2 separate regions of the Pan troglodytes genome follow, and region 2 is linked to region 1. The links are chromatin contacts, called in public HiChIP or PLAC-seq maps. All regions are on one chromosome and are shown on one strand. Each heading gives the region's core, a stretch centred on a gene start, on an enhancer-like site or on the middle of the called end of the contact. The rest is flanking DNA. Distances are from core to core; before and after follow the strand shown.

Region 1 (4,854 bases), core at 1,340-3,839:
CCCTGGCAATAATCATTGTCTCAGTGATTGGCTTCCTGTGCGGTGAGCAATTGTACCTAGATCAAACTCCTGGCATTTTGGTAACACTTTTTTTTTAGGTAAGGAAGTTGAGAAATGTTACAGGACTTCCTCAAGTTCCTACAGCCAGAAAAGGGCAGTGCTGGGTTGGAACTCCACTTAGCAGCTAAAGTTCATGTAAGTAAGCAACATGCTAGCTTGTCTTCCAACAAAACTATGTGAAAATGAACCCTAGCTCTTCACTTAAAGCCCAGCAGCCCTGTGTGAGCTATGTAATCTAAAAGAACCTCAGTTAGCTCATGTGGGAAGGGGGTGTAATATTTTTCTTGCACTGTTATTGGGATGTGTAAATAACATAATTTGTCAATGCTCTCCAGCCAGAAACCACTAGGAACACACCTATAGTTAAGAAAGTTGGGTTTAATTCTCATTGCAAAGAGGGAAAATGCGAACAATGGGAAACCCTGGGGGTGTCTCAGTGAGATGATGTTAGAAAATGTTATTAAAGGATTTGGGCTTTGGTTAGCTGCTTTGGGAGAAGTTGAAGAAAGCATAGCTTTTCTCTGGGTTGGATAGGGTCAGGAAACTGGGGTAATTCTATGAATGTGTATCCTCATAAATCTTACCCATAGGGAAAGCAGACTACACCAAGTCTGAAGCTGTAATTGGGCTGAGTGTAGTGGCCCATACCTGTAATCTCAGTGCTTTGGCAGGCTGAGGCAGGAGAATTGCTTGAGCCCAGGAGTTTGAGACCAGCCTGGGCAATGTGGCGAGACTCTGTCTCCACAAAAAATTTTTTAAAAATTAGCTAGGTGTTGTAGCATGTGCTGTGATCCCAGCTACTCAGAAGGCTGGGGTAGGAGGATTGCTTGAGCCCAGGAAGCTGAGGTTGCAGTAAGTCATTGTGCCACTGCACTCCAGCCTGGGTGACCGAACGAGACTCTGTCAGAAAATAAAAGCTATAACTGGCAATGAAGCAGCAGCCAGTTCTATTAGCCAAGACAACTGCTATATTTGTGTGTTTTCTTTTGTGGCTTGAACAATGTTTATGCTTTGTCTGTTTTCAGATATGATGTTGAAGTAGTCTTATTCTGGTCTAGATCCATCCTGGTCACAGAGGAGTCTTGTCTAATGGTGTTGTGGGAAATCGTTTATGTTCATGTTCAACAGGAGGACATGGCCCAGGGTAGTGCCAGGCCAGATCTATTTCAGAATATAAGGTATCCATCCCAGTGCTGGACTCACGGGTGTTGGAACCACAGGGGTTATGACTCTAATGGTGCTTACCCAAATGCCATCCCAGACCTCTGAGCCACAGTGACACAGGCAGGTGCATTCTGGAGAGGCTAAAAGACAGATGTCCCATCAGGGAGTAATGACTCATTATCCTCCTTAGCTTCTAACATTACACGAAGCCATTTCCATGAAGTCAGTGGTATTTCAGCCCAGGGAGAATTTTGGACACAGCAACGAGGGGCCTGCAAGTTAGATGACCTATCCTGTGATCTGCCTTTGCCTCCTTCATGGAGCAAATATGCAGTGTGTCTCAGAGCTGGGCTAGATACTGTGACACCCACCACCTCATGAAAAAGGCAGAGAAGCAAACAATCTAGCTGAAAAAATGTAAAAGCATGTAGTGTTCAGTGAGGGCAGTGGTGCCCACACTTTCCTATGCAATGGAATCACCTGTGAATCTTTCAAAACACTAATGGTTGGGGTCCCATCCCACTGAGTTAAGTGATCTGGGCTTCCACTCGGGCTTCCAGCTTTTAAAAACTCCCTGGGTGATCAATGTGCAGCCAAGTTTGGGTACTATTGGTTTAATCCATCATTTTTACAAGCTTGGCGGGGGTTGGGGGGGTGGGGGTGGAGGTGGGGAGTGGGCAGTGGAGGGTGTCACAGATGTTGAATTGGATAAAAGCTTTTGTCTCTCATTCCAGGCACTTGCATTTAGATGTAAAACCTGGCATAGTATTTCAGGGGATTTACAGATCCCAAGAAGTGAATCAGGGAACGCCTGTGGGCCTTGTGGTCCCCAAGTGAGAAAAGTCCAGCCGCAGGAGTGTCCACCTCCAATTGGGGTGACAGGAGCTCTCTGTCCTGTCCAGAATGGTGCTGGCCCTTTGTCTCAGTCTTTTTATCTGTAATAACAAAATACCCAAGACTGGGTAATTTGTAAAAAACAAAACAACAAGAACAACAAAACCAGGAATTTATTTCTCACAGCTTCTGAAGTCTGGGAAGTCCAAGCTCAAGGTGAAGCCTCCTCAGGTGGCAAAGAGCAGAAGCACAAAAGAGACCAAACTCCCTCCCTCAAGCTCTTTTACAAGAACACTGAGACATTCACAAGTGCTGAGTCCTCAAACCTACTAACCTCCTGAAGGCTACACCTCAAATACGGGTTGAATTTTCGCATGAGTTTTGAGGGACACCCATTCAAAGCATAGCACCCTTCGGCTTCAGAGAAGCTCCAGCCCTGTTGTCACCAAGCAGGTTCCCCCTAGGCAGAGCGCCAAGAAGCAGCCCAGGCGATCCCAAGGCGCACAAGTGCTCTCACCAGGCTGCGCGCTGGCGGGTCGGTGCACAGGGACGGGGTCGCCGCCCACGCGCGCTTGGTTCAGGGAGCCCAGGCTGTCCCTACCCGCGGCTACAAAAGCTCGCCGAGTCTTCCTGTCCACCCAATCGCCCCACATGTCAGCGGTTGGTCGCCTCGCGGTGCAGTGCTGGGCACGCGAGCCCCTCCCGCAGTCATTCTCAGCACAAGCACCAGCCTGGAGCCCCGCAGCGACAGAGCTGAGAGCCCCCAAGCCGCAGAGGTCGTGCGGAGCAGGTAAGCGCAGCCTCCTGGCTGGGGAGCCACGGAGGAGAAAGGGCGGCCGGGTCCCACGGCCCCGCCAACAGGACAGGCTATGCCCTTTCAGTACCCCCTCTTCCCTGGCTCTGTTTCTAATCTAGGAATAAACAAGAAAGTCCTTAGTCTTTGAAAAGAAAATGATTCCAAAATACAAAAAAAAAAAAAAAAAAAAAAAGTTAAAAAGTTAAACATCACGTTTGTTTGGCTTAAAATAATTATACATGGCTTGTAATGAGGGAAATCCAAAATTCACAAGCCTCTTGATTTAAAATAATTTAAATATCTTTGGTTTGGGATTATGTGGTTACTACAAAACATACCACAGCTGATGGGAAAGTGGTTTACTTCCCATTAGGTTGCAAATGTCTTAGAAACACACTCCTGGACCACAGCTTCAAGAGACGCAAGCAGTCACCTCATCTGCTGGTTTCCAAGCTGCCCTGCCAGAAGCAGGTCAGGGGTCCCACAGGGGTCCTCAGTAACTCCTCAAAATCCTCTCCCATCAATGGCCCCACCAGATCATCCCTACTTTTGAATGCTTGTCCAATGCAGGTTCCAGGTAAGATTTCCTTTCACAAGTGACTTCCATGGCTAAGGAAAAATTTAGCACTCTAGAACTAGTCCAAGCCCCTCTCTGCGGCAGTATTTATAAGCAGCGGAACCATCTTGTAGATTTCTAAGCTTGCTGGAAAATAAAACACTGCTATAAATGCATAGAGCCTTCTCCTTTGTGAAAAGGAAACTCCTGCCAGAGATGAAAGCAATAGCAAGGATAGCACTGTGCAGAGTAAGGGTGGCTAACGCCAGGCTTCCTCCTGGGGATTTACATCAGGATTGTAACATATTAGATGTAAATCCACCTGTGGGCTCCAGGGTGGATCTGGAGGTCCAGGCACCAGGGAGCTGGGGTCAAAACCAACTGTTGCTAAAAGTCAAGGGAATTATAACTAAGGAATAGGACGCTTTAAAATACGACTTGTGGCTGGGCGCGGTGGTTCACACCTGTAATCCCAACATTTTGGGAGGCCAAGGCAGGCAGATCACCTGAGGTCAGGAGCTCGAGACCAGCCTGGCCAACATGGCGAAACCCCATCTCTACTAAAAATACAAAAATTAGCCAGGCGTGGTGGCAGGCGCCTGTAATCCTAGCTACTAGGAAGGTTGAGGCAGGAGAATCTCTTGAACCCGGCAGGCGGAGGTTGCAGTGAGCCGAGATCACACCACTGTACTTCAGACAGAGCAACACTGTCTCAAAAAAAAAAAAAAAAGGCTTGTAAGTAAATAATGATACAAAGAAGATACATGAGCAGTGTCAAAAGGCAGGTTTATTTTTCTTCCCTTTATCCATAACTTAGGGATTCTTCAAATAGCTTAAGCAAAATATATCCAAGTTGTTAATCACCACATGCATGATGCTAGGTGGTTAATTTAATTGGTGAAATGGTTTTGTTGCTCCGTAGAGTAGCAGTATCTATATGGACCAACAAAATCATTTTACCAAGTAACAAAAGCCAGTGTGGCCCATTATTCTCTGTGGCAAGTCTCCTTTAAGAAGTGACATGCACTTGTGCTCCTAGCTGCTTGGGAGGCTTGAGGACTCCTTGAGCCCAGGAGTTCCAGGGTACAGTGAGCATAATTTGCCACTGTGCTGCAACCTGGAGGACAAAACCGTGTCTCTACTAAAAGAAAAAAGAAGAATAAGGAGAAGAAGAAGAATATAAGGAAGTTTTTCCTTCATTCTTTGAAATCTCTGAGTAGCATTCCTCCCCCACCACAAAAGTAAATGATTCCATGGTGAAAGACAAGAAAATAACTTCTCCAATAGGATGAGGTGGTCTCATACCAACCAAAGCAACCAAAGCTTGCATACCAACATTGTCAAGTGGGTGAGAATTGCATTCATTCCTAACCTCTTGAGGCTTCAGCATCCCAAGACTAGATAGTGGAAAATCTCAGTAGCTCTCCAGGCAAAGCTGGCCGGG
Region 2 (4,854 bases), core at 1,384-3,883, 180 kb before region 1:
ATATAACAAAAATACATGGTATTTGAGTAACATTAATATGTGATTATCTATATAATGTAATTAAATTTTGTACCATTCTCAACTGATATAGCCTCAACTCCTGATACTTTTGTCAATTCACAGCTCAAATTGCTTTAAATGACAAATAGACATATTTCATATTTTGATACACTACCATATAGCCACACATCTGATAAAATTTGCACAGAGAAAAGATTTTAATGTTTTGCTATTTTTTAATACACTTCAAATGATTTTTCTTTAGTCACAAGGTCATTAGTTTTTAGAAGTTTAAAGTAAACCATTTTCTTTTATTACAATTCAGACATTTAAAAAATTCTCAGAACTGTCAGACTTTTTCAACCAGCCTTTAAAAATTTAATTAAATAATTTTCTTCAATACAAGTCAGATATTTTAAGATTTTTCAGGAGCATCAGACTCCTTCAATCAGAAGAACAATGTTCTAAAAACATGTATGAGATCCACGTGTGTAATCGTTCTTGATATAACAACATTCACCTTTTCCCAAGCAGAGAAACCTTTCGTATTTTTCCTTCTCCTTTCAGGTGAATGACAAACTGTAATAACAATATTATAAACAATGTGTATATAGTACATGGACAATATGCATATGTACATTACACACAATGTATTAAAATATGTTATATTATCTTTTACTTTTAAAGGGCATGTCACAGAACAGGAAACTGATACAATGACACTTGTTTCTTAAGAGAAGCTGATTGAATCCTTCTGTAGCACATTACTGCACAATTAATGGCTTTAAACGAAAGTTACAAGTCGTAAGTTCTTATGTTTTGGATCATGTTGTGGAATGTATTCCAAATGAAAAACGGAGGAGAAAGTGCACAACATCATATGCTTCATGGTATGGCATATACATGTCAATTATTTTTACATATAACTATGTGATGAATGATACAATTAAAAGCTATACTACATAATGCATACAGTTATTATTATAAAAAGTTATATATTATGCCACAGTACTAAAAATAAAATATATTCTTCTCAAATAGTGAAAATAAGATATCCTTCATGTTTTTTATGTCACATATACTTCCTCGTTTGACCATACCTGTTTTTCTTTTTTAATGAAATAATTTAATGAATTATTAAACAATAATGACAGAGTATGGGCAATTTCCTGACCATTAATGGCCTACAAAAAGTGATAAGACGATTACCTTGTCGTGAATTTGCTGAAATACCCTCCTGTTGCGTTCAATGCATGGTAAAAATATTAGAATAAAAGACAAATAAATATAAATACCTTCTCAGTTATTGAACAATCAAAAGTCCAGCCGAATGGATATACATGGTTGCTGTTCCCTGAGTAGGTACAGCAGCTAACCTTGTATCACAGGTGTCCCCCCTAGCCCACTCCCCGCACTCCACCTAATTGTGAAACACCAGCTGTGACTATTTGCTCGATCAGGAAGACACTGAGGGATTTTGGGGGGTCTGCCGCATGGCAGCGATTTCATCATAACCAAGTGGCGCTCTCCCACACCCACGTGCAGCAGTCCCCGGTCGCGGCTGGTCCTCAACGGCTCCTCGCCCTCTGCCCACCCTGGGAGACCTGTCCAGGCGGCAGGTAGGGAAAGGAGTGGAACTGCGGTCCTTTCCCTTCAGCCCTAAAGAAGACCGCCCTTCTCTCGACGCACCAAAGGGCTCACGTGTTCTCTTTGACTAGGGAAGCAGGCACTTACTAGTGAACCACAATACGAGGCAAGGCAGAGGGCAGGGACGTCCTTCGAAGGTGCGCTGGAGGGTCGCCTGCTGCCGCCGCACCCGCCGCGCGTGCCCCACGTTTCTTTGAACGGAATGAAACGCAGAGAAACATAAGATCCCGGGAGAACGCGAGGGAGACGAGTGACCCCAACCCAGTCGCGGGGTGCCGGGCAGTTAGGCCAGGGTGCCAGATAAGGTCTGAGGCAGTTGGCGGCGGCACCCCGGCCGTTGCTTGCCACCCGCAGCCCCCAGCCCTGCACCAGCAGCCGATCCCCCAGCGCTCAGATAAGGGGGTAGCGGCCCTCGCCGCCGTCGGGCTCCGCGGCGACCCCGCCTCGAGGGCGGCCAAGCACCGACACTGGCAGCACGACCTCCCCGGGGCTGAGCTGCTGCAGCCGCATGGACTCCTCGTAGGTGGGCAGATACTTGACCTCCTCGTAGCTGGGCAGCTGCAGGAAGACCGGCGACACTACACGCATCTCGTGCTCTGAGGCGCAGGAGGGGTCCGAGCGCCCGCCGCCTCCCCGGCCCCGGCCGCCGCCGCCACTGTCCAGCAGTGAGTCCTGAGAGCCGGCTGCCGCCTCGTCGCGCAGCAGAGCGGGCGAGTCGTCGTCGTCGTCGGGCGGCCCCGCGCCCCCCAGCGGTCCGGCGCCCCCCGGAGGCCCGGGCCGCTGTCCCGGGCGCGCCTGGCCGCGCGGGTACCTGCGTGGACTGGGGCAGATGATGCGCTGCAGGAAATAGCCGATGGCGAAGAGCACCAGCAGGATGAGTAGCCCGGAGAGCTTTCGGACGAACCAGCCCACGTTGTCCAGGAAGGCGTGCAGCGGCAGCTTGCAGCAGCGCACCGCCGTGGCGTTGGTCGCGTCGCAGCAGCGCTCCCGCTCGCCGCACGCCAGCTCAGCGCAGCCCCCGCCGCCCCGCGAGGGCGCCACCAGCGCCAGCGCCAGCAGTAGCAGCAGCGGCAGCAGAGGCGGCGGCGCCGGAGCCACCGACAGGCCCTCGGCAGTGACCCCGGGTCCCCACATGGCCCGCGCAGACCTCGGCTAACGTCCGGGACGGGAGGCTGGGGAGTCCGTCCGCCCTCGCGTCCGTCGGCCCCTCCCCGGCGCTCCGCTCGGGTCCCGCGCGCGCCGCCTCCCGCGCCTCAGCTACCTGCGGCCGGAGCAGTCCTCACTTGGCCACGCTTGGGCGGGAGGAGGAGCCCGCGGCGCGCGGAGGCTGCGGGAGGCGGCTGCTACTCGCGGCCCAAGCAGCTTCCCGAGCTTCTGACCTTAACCTCTCGCGCCCAACCGCCCGGGCCGGGTGCAAGGCTTCCGGAGCCTCCCTAAATGGCAGAGGCAGCCCGCGCGGGGCTGCCATGGGCATCTTGGCCCCGGCCGGCCGCGTTTTTCCTCCCTCGCCTTGTCGCTCTCTGGGACTGGAAGGGTTAACGCTCTGCTCTCAGCCCGGGAGCCCCTTGATCTTGATTAATTCAGCCTTCGCGCTTAGGCCCGCCAGACGGGCGGGGGCTCTCGCTCGCGTAGGTGTCTCCGTTTTAAATGATTGGATTTCCCCAGGAATGTTATTTAAATTGACTTGCGACTGGGATTCGCTTACCATCTTTCTTGTGATCTTCCGATTAAAAATAGATGATGGCCATTAATGGCTAGTGCAGTACCCACTGCTGTCCCAGAGTTTGGGGGTGGGGGGTGGAGACCGGCGGATATTTCTGCTTGCAGGCAGGTCCAGGGAGCTAGGAACCCGGGATTCCCAGGAAACCTCCAGAACAGGTAGAGAATTTCTCGTAGAGGGACAGGTCAGGGTACCACAGAGGTAGCCCCAGAGGGACAGGGAAGCGCTCTGTCAAGGTGACCTTAGTTGATTAAGGAGAAGTGAGGGGACGCATATTTTCCCAGTGGCTCATCCGACAAGCCCCCACTGAGTCCGAAGCACAGAGCAAAGATTTGGGTTGCCGGGCTGAAAGGAGACCCCTCCTTGAGCATAAATAACACATCGGTGAAATGTCTAAGGAGGTTACAAGTGATTGGCAACGTTCTTGAGCATTGATTTGCGCCTAAACGGTCTTTTTCAAGATTATTCTTGTTCGCAAAGTTTGACTTTAAAGGAAGTCTACGCTCCCAGTTAACATGGAACAGGGTTTACCTTGCCTTGGTTGTCACCATTCTCTGGGGAAGCCCGGTAGGGCACACAGCACACGTAAGGGGCGACAGTTACCGCGGTCCCTGACTGGCAGGCACATCTACATGGTGTAGTTAAGCTCTACCCCCGTGGTGGATAGAGCCATACCACGGGGAAGCCAAGAGCTTGCCACTTTTGTTAAGGCAGACTGCAGTAGACAATCATTCCCTCACCCCTTAAACACGAGGACCCCTTGAAGAGAAACCAAAGGGAAAATTCCATAGTCACAGAGAGAAAAACGGTAAAAGCAAAGGAACAATATGCAGACAAGATTCAACCGAGGATCAGATAAAAGCAAAGATTTCTCCCTGAGTAAGTCATCGTATGTCTCCGTAACAAAGTGATGATGGAACAAGAAGGTTGGCAATGGTGGTTTGATTGAGACAGGTCATTGCTCAGCCTAAATGAAACATTTTAAACATATCTGTTGCTGTGAACACCTTACTTTGCCTCACACTCTAAAATGATCCTTTCTACTCACAGAGAAGCTTCTAAGTGTTACGGAGACAAGATATGATATGGTATGTAACGCTTACTTGAGCACAGGTCCCTTTTTTCCCAGGTTCTTAAAAAGCCACATTTGTTATGAGCTCTTTATAGGGAGGCATATTACCTATTTTGCAAAGCCTGATTGACAATGGATTTCAAATTGTAGTAAAATCATAGGATGAAAATGATTCATTTTAATACAGTGAATTTTTTTTTTTTTTTTTTTTTTTAGAATCTCACTCTGTCACTTGGGCTTGAGTGCAGTGGCACAGTCTTGGCTCACTGCAACCTCTGCCTCCTGGGTTCAAGTGATTCTCCTGCCTCAGCCTCCTGAGTAGCTGGGATTACAGGCGTGCACCACTACACCCGGCTAATTTTTGTATTTTTAGTAGAGATGCGGTTGCGCCATGTTGGCTGGGCTGGTTTTTGAA

What was found. HiChIP or PLAC-seq counts read pairs in DNA pulled down with a chosen protein or histone mark.
Region 2: a contact with region 1 is called in an H3K4me3 HiChIP or PLAC-seq map of stem cell-derived excitatory neurons, with 5 times the contacts expected there. The contact joins two enhancer-like sites. A contact is called at or near these places in 3 of 7 Hi-C or Micro-C datasets (induced pluripotent stem cells and stem cell-derived neural progenitor cells) and 1 of 1 datasets of contacts at active chromatin or transcription factors (stem cell-derived excitatory neurons).

The regions. Positions count from the first base shown.
Region 1 is chr2:163,214,111-163,218,964 of NHGRI_mPanTro3-v2.0_pri, reverse strand. No RefSeq gene overlaps it. Among named protein-coding and RNA genes, the nearest start is that of IL12A, 51 kb to the right of the region's middle. Within about 2 kb of position 2,589, at least 6 of the 24 cell types and tissues checked have an H3K27ac peak or open chromatin away from gene starts, as enhancers often do. A contact at or near this core is called in stem cell-derived excitatory neurons, where this site is marked.
Region 2 is chr2:163,397,695-163,402,548 of NHGRI_mPanTro3-v2.0_pri, reverse strand. It overlaps C3H3orf80 (chromosome 3 C3orf80 homolog), which reads right to left. Exons shown (of 1, transcript XM_003310072.5): 1 at 195-4,854. The coding sequence starts at 2,781. The coding sequence ends at 2,038. Among named protein-coding and RNA genes, the nearest start is that of C3H3orf80, 7.3 kb to the right of the region's middle. Within about 2 kb of position 2,633, at least 13 of the 24 cell types and tissues checked have an H3K27ac peak or open chromatin away from gene starts, as enhancers often do. A contact at or near this core is called in stem cell-derived excitatory neurons, where this site is marked.